Regions from separate parts of the Gossypium hirsutum genome. Here regions 2 and 3 are each linked to region 1. A link is a contact called in public Hi-C data. All regions are on one chromosome and are shown on one strand. The core of a region is the stretch at or near the end of the contact, and the rest is flanking DNA. Distances in the headings are between cores, read along the strand shown.

What was found. Hi-C and Micro-C count contacts between places; a contact is called where the count stands out from the background.
Region 2: a contact with region 1 is called in a Hi-C map of hypocotyl, with 4 times the contacts expected there. The contact joins two enhancer-like sites. A contact is called at or near these places in 4 of 34 Hi-C or Micro-C datasets (callus, hypocotyl and leaf).
Region 3: a contact with region 1 is called in a Hi-C map of leaf, with 3 times the contacts expected there. The contact joins the promoter of LOC107918216 here to the enhancer-like site in region 1. A contact is called at or near these places in 15 of 34 Hi-C or Micro-C datasets (anther, callus, fibers and 3 more).

Annotation. Positions count from the first base shown.
Region 1 is chrA01:90,065,654-90,069,307 of Gossypium_hirsutum_v2.1, reverse strand. No RefSeq gene overlaps it. Among protein-coding and RNA genes, the nearest start is that of LOC121206650, 27 kb to the left of the region's middle. Within about 2 kb of position 1,732, at least 3 of the 9 cell types and tissues checked have an H3K27ac peak or open chromatin away from gene starts, as enhancers often do. A contact at or near this core is called in hypocotyl and leaf, where this site is marked.
Region 2 is chrA01:89,937,539-89,941,181 of Gossypium_hirsutum_v2.1, reverse strand. No RefSeq gene overlaps it. Among protein-coding and RNA genes, the nearest start is that of LOC107918217, 12 kb to the right of the region's middle. Within about 2 kb of position 2,226, at least 4 of the 9 cell types and tissues checked have an H3K27ac peak or open chromatin away from gene starts, as enhancers often do. A contact at or near this core is called in hypocotyl and leaf, where this site is marked.
Region 3 is chrA01:89,872,406-89,875,943 of Gossypium_hirsutum_v2.1, reverse strand. It overlaps LOC107918216, which reads right to left and starts at 1,830. Exons shown (of 2, transcript XM_016847756.2): 1 at 821-1,830; 2 at 263-683. The coding sequence starts at 1,052. The coding sequence ends at 502.

The sequences.
Region 1 (3,654 bases), core at 483-2,982:
AGATTAAGTTATTAAAAATATTAAATTCCAATTTAATTAAAAGAAATTCAAGACGACTTTATTTTAATGAAATCCTTGACGGTAGACTGAGTTGAAATGTATATTATATTTGAGCGAAAGAAGTAATTAGATGTTATCCTAATAGGATAAGTACATCTTTAGAATTATTTATGTTGAATTAGTGAATTCCATATGTTTATATAGGCTAAGGGAATCCGAGAGCCCTAAGATTTATTTCTTATAAAACTCGTGCTCTACGGTTATACCCACCGTGGGCCAAGTTAGGCAAAATACGATTTACCACTTAATCTTACGCCAATTTGTTAATTATACTAAAGTATTGGGTTTTTTTTAATATTTTACGCCATATGTGGTTTTTTTTTAATATTCAACTGCATACATGTCTTCGTTTGTTTTTTTTTTCCTTTTTGTTTAATTCTTTTCTATTATTCATTCAATATTTTTATATTAATTTATAATTATAGTTGTACTATATTTATCACAATTCATCCATCAAAAAAAAATTAAAATTTATGCATAGCAGATTGTAAAAGTAATTTTGAATGTACCGCAGAAAATTGTATTCTTAAAATCTAAGCAAAGTTTAAATAAGGTTTAAACGTTTTTAAATATATTCAATTTTGCTTTTTCAATAGGTTTTATTTCATGTTTGTTTCTTTTTTTTCTCAAGTGATCGCTAACTCAATTATCATATGTTTACTATTATTATTATTTAAACACATTAATATTCATTTAATGTTGTACTGCAAATAGATGAAAAATGCATTAAAAAGAGAGGATATTTTAATATATATACTCATGTTGATGTATTAAAACCCATTGATACAAGTAAATGCAATTTCAGAATAAAGTTATAGAGATGAGAAATTAAAAGTAGAAATGAGTGAGGAATTATATAAGTGGGAGATTTTGGCAGTGCCAACACCCACTTCACTACATATTTTTGGGAACTTCCAATCTCCATATGATGCGCCATGTTTTCTTTTCTTTTTAATCATAATAATAATTTCATCAACTAGCAAAGATCCCTTCTGGAATTTTACATTCATTATTTCCAACCTCCGATGCCTTTTGCTTTTGTTTTGCCACCCCTCCTCCGTAGGTAGCTAAAACTATATGCATCATTTTTGTTGGAGGTATGTATTTTATAATGGTATAGGTAGGCAAGTGTTTTTCCCAAAGTCACATGCAAGGACACGTGGGTGATTTTGGGGATAAATAAACAAAAACTGGAAACATATAGGGGCAGCCGGCCCTTTCTATTGCCCTGCATCAAAAGTAGTCCACTCCTTATATTGTATTGACATGCGTATAAATCTTGTTTATTATAATATTATACTGCATCAGTTTTAGATCTTTCAATATTATTTTAAAAATTGATCACGGGCAATTTCTGTGATCCAAGCCCTCAACCCGAGACGAGTGATGTATCCTTGTACCACTATTTTTCTTTTTTAGAATATGAACTACTACCATAAAATCACAATATCAATATATACTAAAAATCTGAAATTCATTCAAATCAATCATCCATGAACGATCGTACACTGTTGGCTTGGTGACCTCTAATATGAAATGCAGAGAGAGAGAGAGGTAGTGGTGTATGTAGGTAAAATGATGGGATGAGGATGGAGAGTGGGGAGCAGAGTGGACCACCCTTTGTTTAGTGAGACAGGTTCGAATCATGTTGAGGCGTGGCTTCCACTCTCCACCCAGCACCTCTGCGACTACACCGACGTACACTCTGCACCTGTTCAAACGGGCCCCTAACTTTCATGCTTCAACTCCGCTATAATTCACTCCACCCCACAATCTTGTTTAATTCATTTTCATATTCCTTATTTAAAATTTTATTTTTCAAACTCCAACATTAAATTAATTGATTTTCATTACTTATTTATTTATTGGTTTTAAGAGAAATTATTAGTTAAGCTCTTCTTACCACATCAGTCATGATCCTATCCAATGATTTTATTACAACATAAAATGTATGGGTGGCTGGTGGTAGCGGTTCCTGTAAAGGTGTAGAAAGCAATGAAAATGAGAGCAATTGACATCGTCTGTTTGACTTGGGAATCTTAAAGGAGATTGCGAGGAAGAGTTTTAGCAGGGTAAAATTGTTAGGGACCAGACAAGTGAGCAATCGAATGTGATGGATTTGATAAACATTAAGGGATCACTTTTGATATTATTACATCTTTTGATATGTTCATTGAGAGAATAAGTGAATGTCGTTAGCTCTAGCATACGACTTTCAATGTGGAAAAAAATGAGTGGAAGTTAGACCTTAAGGTGCCAACTTTAAAGTTGGTAACCTGTACACGGTAGCAAACACTTATTTTGCTATTATATATATATATATATACGAGAAAAAAAAAGGTTATTTCTAAAGTATTTAATATAGTCATATCAAATAAAAAATCATTAAATGTTAGCCATTTAAAATATGTTGTTCGTTATATATTTTTATATTTGTTAAGAAAAAATGGTTCAATTATCTTGAAGCCCTAAATAAATTAGGACAGAAGATCAACGACAAACAATTATTAAGCTAATGCAAGAATTGGTAACTATAGAAGGGACCTTAAGAGTAATTGTATTTTTAGCACATCATTATTGTGAATAAAATGATGCAAGAATTGATATGAAAAGGCTGTTTAGAGATTAGAGAAGATGAACAGAAATATAATTTGTTAAGATATAACATAGATTTAAGCGGGCAATATGAGAATGATTATAAATATTCAGAGTTGATAAAAAGCTTTGTGAAGAGATTAGCAACAGATGGAGGGCGGAAAACTACCATGCTTAGTACAGGTAACACTAAGCGCAGGCTTGATCCTAGGGGATGTTTGGAGGTGTAATTGCCTAGGGTTCAAGGTTGAAAAGAGTCTAAAACATTAGGCTCCGTTTATTTCACTAAAAATGACTTTCGGAAAATAATTTATTTTTTTGGAAAAGCTAATACTTTCTGATGTTTGGAGGAATCATATTTTCTGTTCTTCGGTAGATTTCTTAAAAATATTTCATAAAAGTTGTTTTCAATTAAATGAACATACATTTGAGATTTTCTTATATTTTCATTGTTTAATTGAGTTTATTTTTATCTATAATTTTATATTTTACATTGTTTTTGCATATATTAAAAATATTATGTTAAATTCAGATTCATTACAACTTCATTTTTTAATTCCACGACTACTAAGTGAGTATTTTTTATTTAAAAATGTGACATCATCAAAATTGACAAAAAAATTTAACGATGTCAATAATTGGACTTGATTTTCAAATTTGAAAAGTAAAGATACTAAGTTCTTGAAAATAAAAATACAAAGACTAAATTACAAATATGTAAAGTGTACATAGACTTATGACATATTTTAACTTTTATACTACAAAACATTTATTATTAATATATTTATAATTGTAATAAATATTTATTATTAAAATATTAATATTGAATATTTTCAATAATATGAGAATAATATTATTTAAAATTATTATTTTTAAAATTTATTATTAAAATAAAATTGAAATATTAAATAATTTATTAAAATAATAAATTATATTTATTATATTAATAATTTATTATATGACTAAATCTAAATAATTAAATATATATGTTTAATAATA
Region 2 (3,643 bases), core at 977-3,476, 130 kb after region 1:
ATATTTTAATTAAATATTTAATAATAACATTTCTAGTAATCTTTATTATTAACAAATATTTGAGTTAATTTACAATGTATGATTTTCTCACGTTTTGATCGAATTCGTTGCATAAATATATTTGAAAAATATATTACATATTAATTCAAGATTGTGAAAATTTACAATTTGCAAAAAAAAAATCCCATTACATTGTATGTATAAAATCTAGTGTATTCATATATTTCATTTATGGCTTGAAGCTATATTAATGTTAAATTTTGATATTGGTGAAAAAAATATTTATAGCAAAAGAATATATATATATTTTAACTCGTGATACCACATTGTATAACTAATTAAAATTCTTGAAAAGTGATAACTTCTTATCATGGTAAAAACTTTTTTTTAGTGAATTAAAAGAGGATGGCAAAGCTCTAACTGTAACGCGACTTAAACCAAAGTAACATTTGAAGCAGTAAACACTTTAGCCATCAAACCAGCACATAAGATTTCATACCAAAAACTCTTTAAATTCCAATAATTTCAAAAACTTTTATCTATACACATGTGTTAGATATTTTTTTATTTAATTTATAACGTTATTTTAAAAAAAATAATCTATTAAAATAATTAAATATTTATATTTCAAATTTAAAAGAGGAAGTTACAATTACAAATACAATTAATGCAACCTAAATAACTATAAGCATAATCAATTATTACAATGAAAATTGAACCAAGAATCAAAATACATATAAACATAATCCACATCCACAAATGATAGAACTTGAATTAGAATAAATCTAGAAACGACCTACATACAATGAAAGTTGAACATGAAACTTCAACTACGCAAGACCTTTTCTTTAGGATTTTCTTTAGAAAAATTAAACCAAATTAAATTTCATTAGCTCGGTTATCAATTTTTAAATTCTTTTTAAAAGTATTTATATAGTTTTTTAAACTATTTTTACTCTTTTTATATAATTTATTTATATTATAAAAATATTATAAATTAATTATAAATTAAATAAAAATAAATTTAATTTTATATCACATTAGCTAAAATTTTCAAACCTAGTATTTAATACTTTTTCAACTTTTAAAATCAGAATTAATTTGCCAAAATTAAATAAATGTTTAATGGGGAGAAAGAAGGAATGAGATTTCATTGAATATGTCCCGTGCTAAAGTCAAAACTCTTCGTAGAAGTTGTTCAAAATTATGCATTTGTATGCTATATATATCAATTTTACAATTCAATCTTTTATAAAAAAAAAACTTAAAGTGTGATGAATTTACTATTAAAAATTTTAAATATTTTTTTCTCTGATTTCTGATCTTAGATACTAATCATCAGATCAACTTAAATCTAAGTTATATTTTTCTAGTCACCGATGGATACTGATCCTCCATATCGATCATTGAACCGTCACTCAAAGCTTGTTGCAAAACACAACAACTCAATTACTTAAATAAAAAAATTTTGAATAATTTGATAACCAAATTATAATTATTTAATTAAGTGACCAAAACAAAAACTTACACAGTAAATACACAATTTGTAAATTAAAAAAACTTAAAATAATTAATCAAGATAATTATTATACAACTAATTAAATTGTAATACAATCATCATCTAATAGTTTACTCAAAAACACACATCATGCAACGAGATTGACAGCTAAAGTTTTTATATCATGACACATATGTATATAAATATAAATTATTGATGTTAAGTTAGGTTTAAACAATTGGGTTACACAGATTAATTTATGTATAATTAAGATTAAGGAAAGCTGGGAAGATCGTGGAAGGCTACACCTATAAGTTGGCTAAGAAAATCGAATCCCTTAATAATTTATTTCTCAATATTAAGGTCTTACTCGCAGACGGCTTTTTACTATTTGGGTGCCGTTTTCTGTTTTGATTCTTACTTAAACACCAAACACAAAATTAGCTTCACCAAAGTTTTATTTCTTGGACGTCAGTTTTTTTGCCTGAAATCGAAAATATTTTTTAAATAAAAATTTTACCCAGTAAAATATAAAGTTAAAAGGAAAAGGCAATTTTGATTTTAATTATAAAAAATAATGGGAAAACAGGTGTCAGTGCAACTGACGTCGGCGAACCTCCTCCGGACAATGAAAGGAATTGAAGGGCCTCCAGCAAGGATGAACCCCACTCCAGGGTGGAATCTTAACACGTGTAAGGATCACATGGTAGGTGGGGCCCACCAAGCAGGAATAGTAGACCAAGTACTGATTCCCCCATCAACATGTTGTTTTCACACGTGTAAGAACCACGTTGTGCCATGCTATTGTCAGTGTTCTGTTCAAAGACCCCTCCCCTTTATTTTTTTCCTCTGTAAAACTACAGTATTCAGATTTCAGAGCTAAGCCAAGTAAATTTTCTTCTTTTTTTTATTTAGAAAAAAGAAAAGAAAAATAGTGCCCTCTATCTATCTTTAGAATTACAACTTTACAAGCCAAAAGGACCGTTACTAACACGACGGAGATTGATACATCTCATTTAACGGCGTTACGGATGGAGTGCGAGGCCGTCTGACGCTGACGGCGGGGCCGTTTTTGTCGAGTAGTCTCCCTCATGTGGGCCACCCATAACTGACATTTGATTATTCATGTCAACCTATTCGTCGGTCCACGCCGTTATTATATTTTCTTTTTTTGTTGAAGGAAGATTTCTTTTTAACTAGTATTTTTTTTTTACCATTTTATATGTAATTTATCTATTTAACTTAACAATTTGCTTATATAAATAAAATATTTTTGGTAAATTATTAGAGGAAAATAAAATTTTAATAACAACGTGATTAGAAAAACTAATTTAGATTATATTTAGTATGATGAATATTCTAACTATCATGTTAACATACGACGTTTGATAAATTTTTTTAATTATATAAGAAAAACTAAAATGTTATATGAGGGATTAAAACTCCTAAGATACAAAACGGTGTTCAACATTTTAATTTTATCTTCTTACAAGTACATTTCGATTGGGGGATGATTTATGTATTGATATAATGAAAGGCAAATAAAATGGTATTTAGTATTAATAATTTGGTTAAACAAGTTGGCAGCATATCCCCCGCGATGCGGCCATCATGCATGAACCAACCAAAACGTGTGTTTTTATTTCCTGAAAAAAATATTAATATTTTAAAAAAGTAGGAAGGGAGGGCAGCCGCATAATTACTCCATCGGATCTGTTTGAAAGTAACTTGGGGGATTTGGATAAATAAGAAAGGCGGTCAACTGAATTAACCATTGAACAAAAGAAAAACAAAGAACAAAAAAATCAAGTCTTAAGGCACAAGTTGTGCATGATCAGCTGAGGCAGTGCTAATCCTGAATTTTGTTGACCAACTATTTCCACAGTAGTTTGCTACAATATTGTACTACTAACACACAGAATGCAAGAATAGAAACACATGTTCCTTCTTCCTGCTTAAGGTTGTTCATAATAAGGTTGCTGTTCCCTTTTTCTTTTCTTTTTTCTTAATTATAAGAATACCATGGAAAAGTTAGAATTCCGTTCGGAATTAAATTATAAATATTTATAAGAATTAAAATATAATTTTATTGTTACATTAGTTAATATCTTTATAATTTATTGTTGTATTGCCCTAATTTAATTG
Region 3 (3,538 bases), core at 581-3,080, 190 kb after region 1:
GTCCATCCATCATGTCCTATATATTTCTAGCCATATCCAATTACCAAATCAAAATCCTTGAAAGCAACTTGTAATATTAAGGGCAAGTCAGAAGAACATTTCAAGCAATGGATATAAGCTACCGAAAATACATGTTTATGGACAATTCAGAACAACTTTTTGAACACTGGGTGTAAGCCAAACCTTACGTAGGGTATGAAATTAATAGAATCATCCATCAAAAGCCATTCAACAATAGAACGCAACACTTCAAAGACAGAAATGGAAAATCAAGCACACCATGAATGTTCTCTTCATTCTTATTGCATAAGGCAAAATACTGAAAAACAAGTTCAAATTTATTCCTGCAGGTCTTTTCTCACCTAAATGAGAAATAAGGTGAAAAACATAAGCAATACTCTACCATGGCCATCAATGATAATAGACTAACTTCCAAGGCTTTATTTATAAGTAAAGCTAACCCAAGAAATAAAGGATCATAAAGGGTTGGGAATTGTTTAATTAATGGGAGGAAATCTTGAGATTGAGGGATTTATTAAACCATGCCTTCCAATTCCCACTTGCCTTCCTATTAATTGATTCAGCTGCCTTCCCGTCGTCTTTCACTTTCTCAGTCCTTGGCTTCTTGCACAGCATGAAATTCCTTGCCCCTTGTGATCCAATTGTCTCCCATGGACTTAGTGCTGCAATGAAAAAACATACCAAACACCCAAAATCATGAATACTACTAATTTTTCCCAAATAAAACACCATTTAACATCAAATAAGCAAATCCTGGAAATTTTTTAATCTTTAAAGATTGAAATGAAAACCGACATACCATCTGATCCAGCACTGGGGCAATAAAGGAGGAAATCATTAAGATTGGATCCGAGAACGGGAAGCCGACCCTCACGAGCGTAGGATTTCAAAGCAGTATCAATGACGGCAGCAACGAGCTCTTCCTCGTTAACAACAAAACGGATCGGCCCAGCACTTCCGAGAACAGTGACGCTAATCAGGAGCCTGTTGCCCTTGGGACCCTGGTTCTTCTTCTGCTTGTAAAGCAACATTCTTTCAAATTTTTTTTGTTCAAAATTCAAAATGAAAAGGAATCAAAACCAAAAACAGATGAATGAACAATTCACCAACAACCGCGAAAAGAGAAACAATGGGTTTGTTTTGTTATTTTGTGGGGCGTATAACAAAAAAAAAACAAATCTGGGTTATTGGTGGAAAGGAATAGAGGTATTGAGGTGGGGTTGTTTATGGGTCAAGGCCAAGGCAGCGGTAGTACCAGCCTTCTTTGCAAGAACCGAATGCGAAAGCAGAAGCAGCAGAAAGAGGAAGGAGAGTGCTCGCCCTCGATTTGCAAGGGGAGAGCATCAATATACTACAGCTCCAAATTGTTTCCACCATTCACAAAAATACCAAAAGATCAATGGTTTGATTCCAACAAAAAGGGGAAAAGAGCCAGAAAAAAGAAGTTCTGGGACGCAGATTTCGACGAAAAAAGGAGAGGAATTTTAGTGATTGTAGGTAGAAGGTGTGGGAAGCGTTTGGGGGTATTTAATAGAGGAACAAAACAAGGAAAAGGATTAGAGTAATTCAGGTTGAGGTGGTATATTAGCCTTATAGAGGGGAGGCAGGAAAAGGGTTTCTTTCTTTCTCTTCTGCCGTAGGGTTGCAATGTATATATATACGGAAGTTGTTGTTTCCGTGTAGAGTTAGCATTTGGGCATATTTACGCGTTCATCCCTCCTTGTCCACCAAGCCACCTATTCATTCGCGACCGCCATATTCCCCTCCTCTTTCTTTCTACAACAATAATATTCAATTTGTTTTATTTTTATAAATAAAGTTTCTTTGAAGATTTTTCCATTAGTCATATATGTCAATTTGTTTTATTTGCCTTTTTAGGTATTTTTTCTAACTTAAGGAAATAGGTCGTTCTTTAAAAGAGAAAGGGAAAACACGCTTAGTTAAATGTGTTTTCTTATTAATTATATAAAAAACTCGTTCGTCAAAAGTCAATTCTAACGATTTTTTAAACGTTGGCTGGCAATGGTAAAAAGATTTAAAGTGCTCCAACGGTCATTTTTTTCTACAAATACTATACAATTTTAATTTTTTTCACTCAAATCTAACTCTCTCAATTCTTTCAACTTTATTAGGGCTAGTTTAGCAATACTTTTGAAAAATGTTATGGAAAAGTACTTTTGAAAAGTTTAGTTTAAATTTTGAGTATTTAGCATTACTGTCAAAAAATACTTTTGAGAAATAAAATGTCCATTTTAGACATGTTATTATCAAGTAACAAATATGTATTTAAATAATGTTTAAATTAATTTAACATTATTATATTTTTGTAAGAATATAAAATTTATTATAATTTGCTGTTAATATTTTAATATATGAAATATAAATTTTAAATATTTTTAAGCAATAAATATTAATTATTTATAAAATTTAATTAAATATATAAATTATATTTTGAATATTTAAGTATAATCATTAAATATTTGTAATTAATATTTTAAAAAATATTTTTTATTTTTAATTAATGATTTTAACACATTTGTAATTAAGCACTAAGAAGGAAAAAAAGGGAAAGTACTATGTTATTAGAGGGGTGAAAAAGTATTTAAGCACCAAAATTGCTTTTGGGAAAGGAAAAGCTAAAAATTTTAACTTCTCCTGAAAAGCCAAAAAATTCAGTCAAAAACAGTTTGTTTAGCACAACTTTTCTACAAAAGTGCTTTTAGAGCTAGAAGTGCTTTTTTTAAGCACTACTAAACAGGCTCTTAATTCTCTCAATTTTCTCAAGTTTTGTTCTAAATTTTCCGATACGCTTGTTTAAAAATATTATTTTTTAATGATTTCATATTTTATTCATTTGATTAAATTTTCAAGAATGACAACATTTCTGATTCGTTTCGAAGAAAAGTACATTTTCGTCGCTCAAGCAATAATGGTAAGACGAAATTTTAAATTTTTTTATTTTCAATTAAGTTAAATTTAAAGTTTCTTATTTTTTAAAATATTTTAAAATATTTTTTTGTCGATATAAATAGGCGAATGATCGTGTTTTGGAGGGGTTTATACACAATTTGTCAAAAGGACCAATCACCAAAATTTATGGTTACTTGCAAAACACGAGATTCTTGCATGCATCTCGTATGCTCAGGGGCTGCAAACTTGATCCTACGCTCATCAGCGCGTTGGTGGAAAGATGGAGGCTCAAGACACACGCTTTCCATCTTTTATGCGGCGAGTGTACAATCACACTCGAGGACATAGCTTTGTAACTCGATTTATCGGTGGATAGGTCAATCATCACGAGGTCAGCGATCATTCCCGTTAAAGAGGACCTTTGTGAGGCATTTTTGGGGAAGGTCCTAAACAAGTTTCAAGGTGGCTGAATATAGATGAATTGGTCAGAAACCAATTTCAAAGAGCTTCCTCCAAACGCGACCAACATCGTCAAAGAACAATGTGCCCAAGCATTCATCCTAAGGTTAATGGGGGGCATTTTAATGCCCGATAAATCTCAAATTTT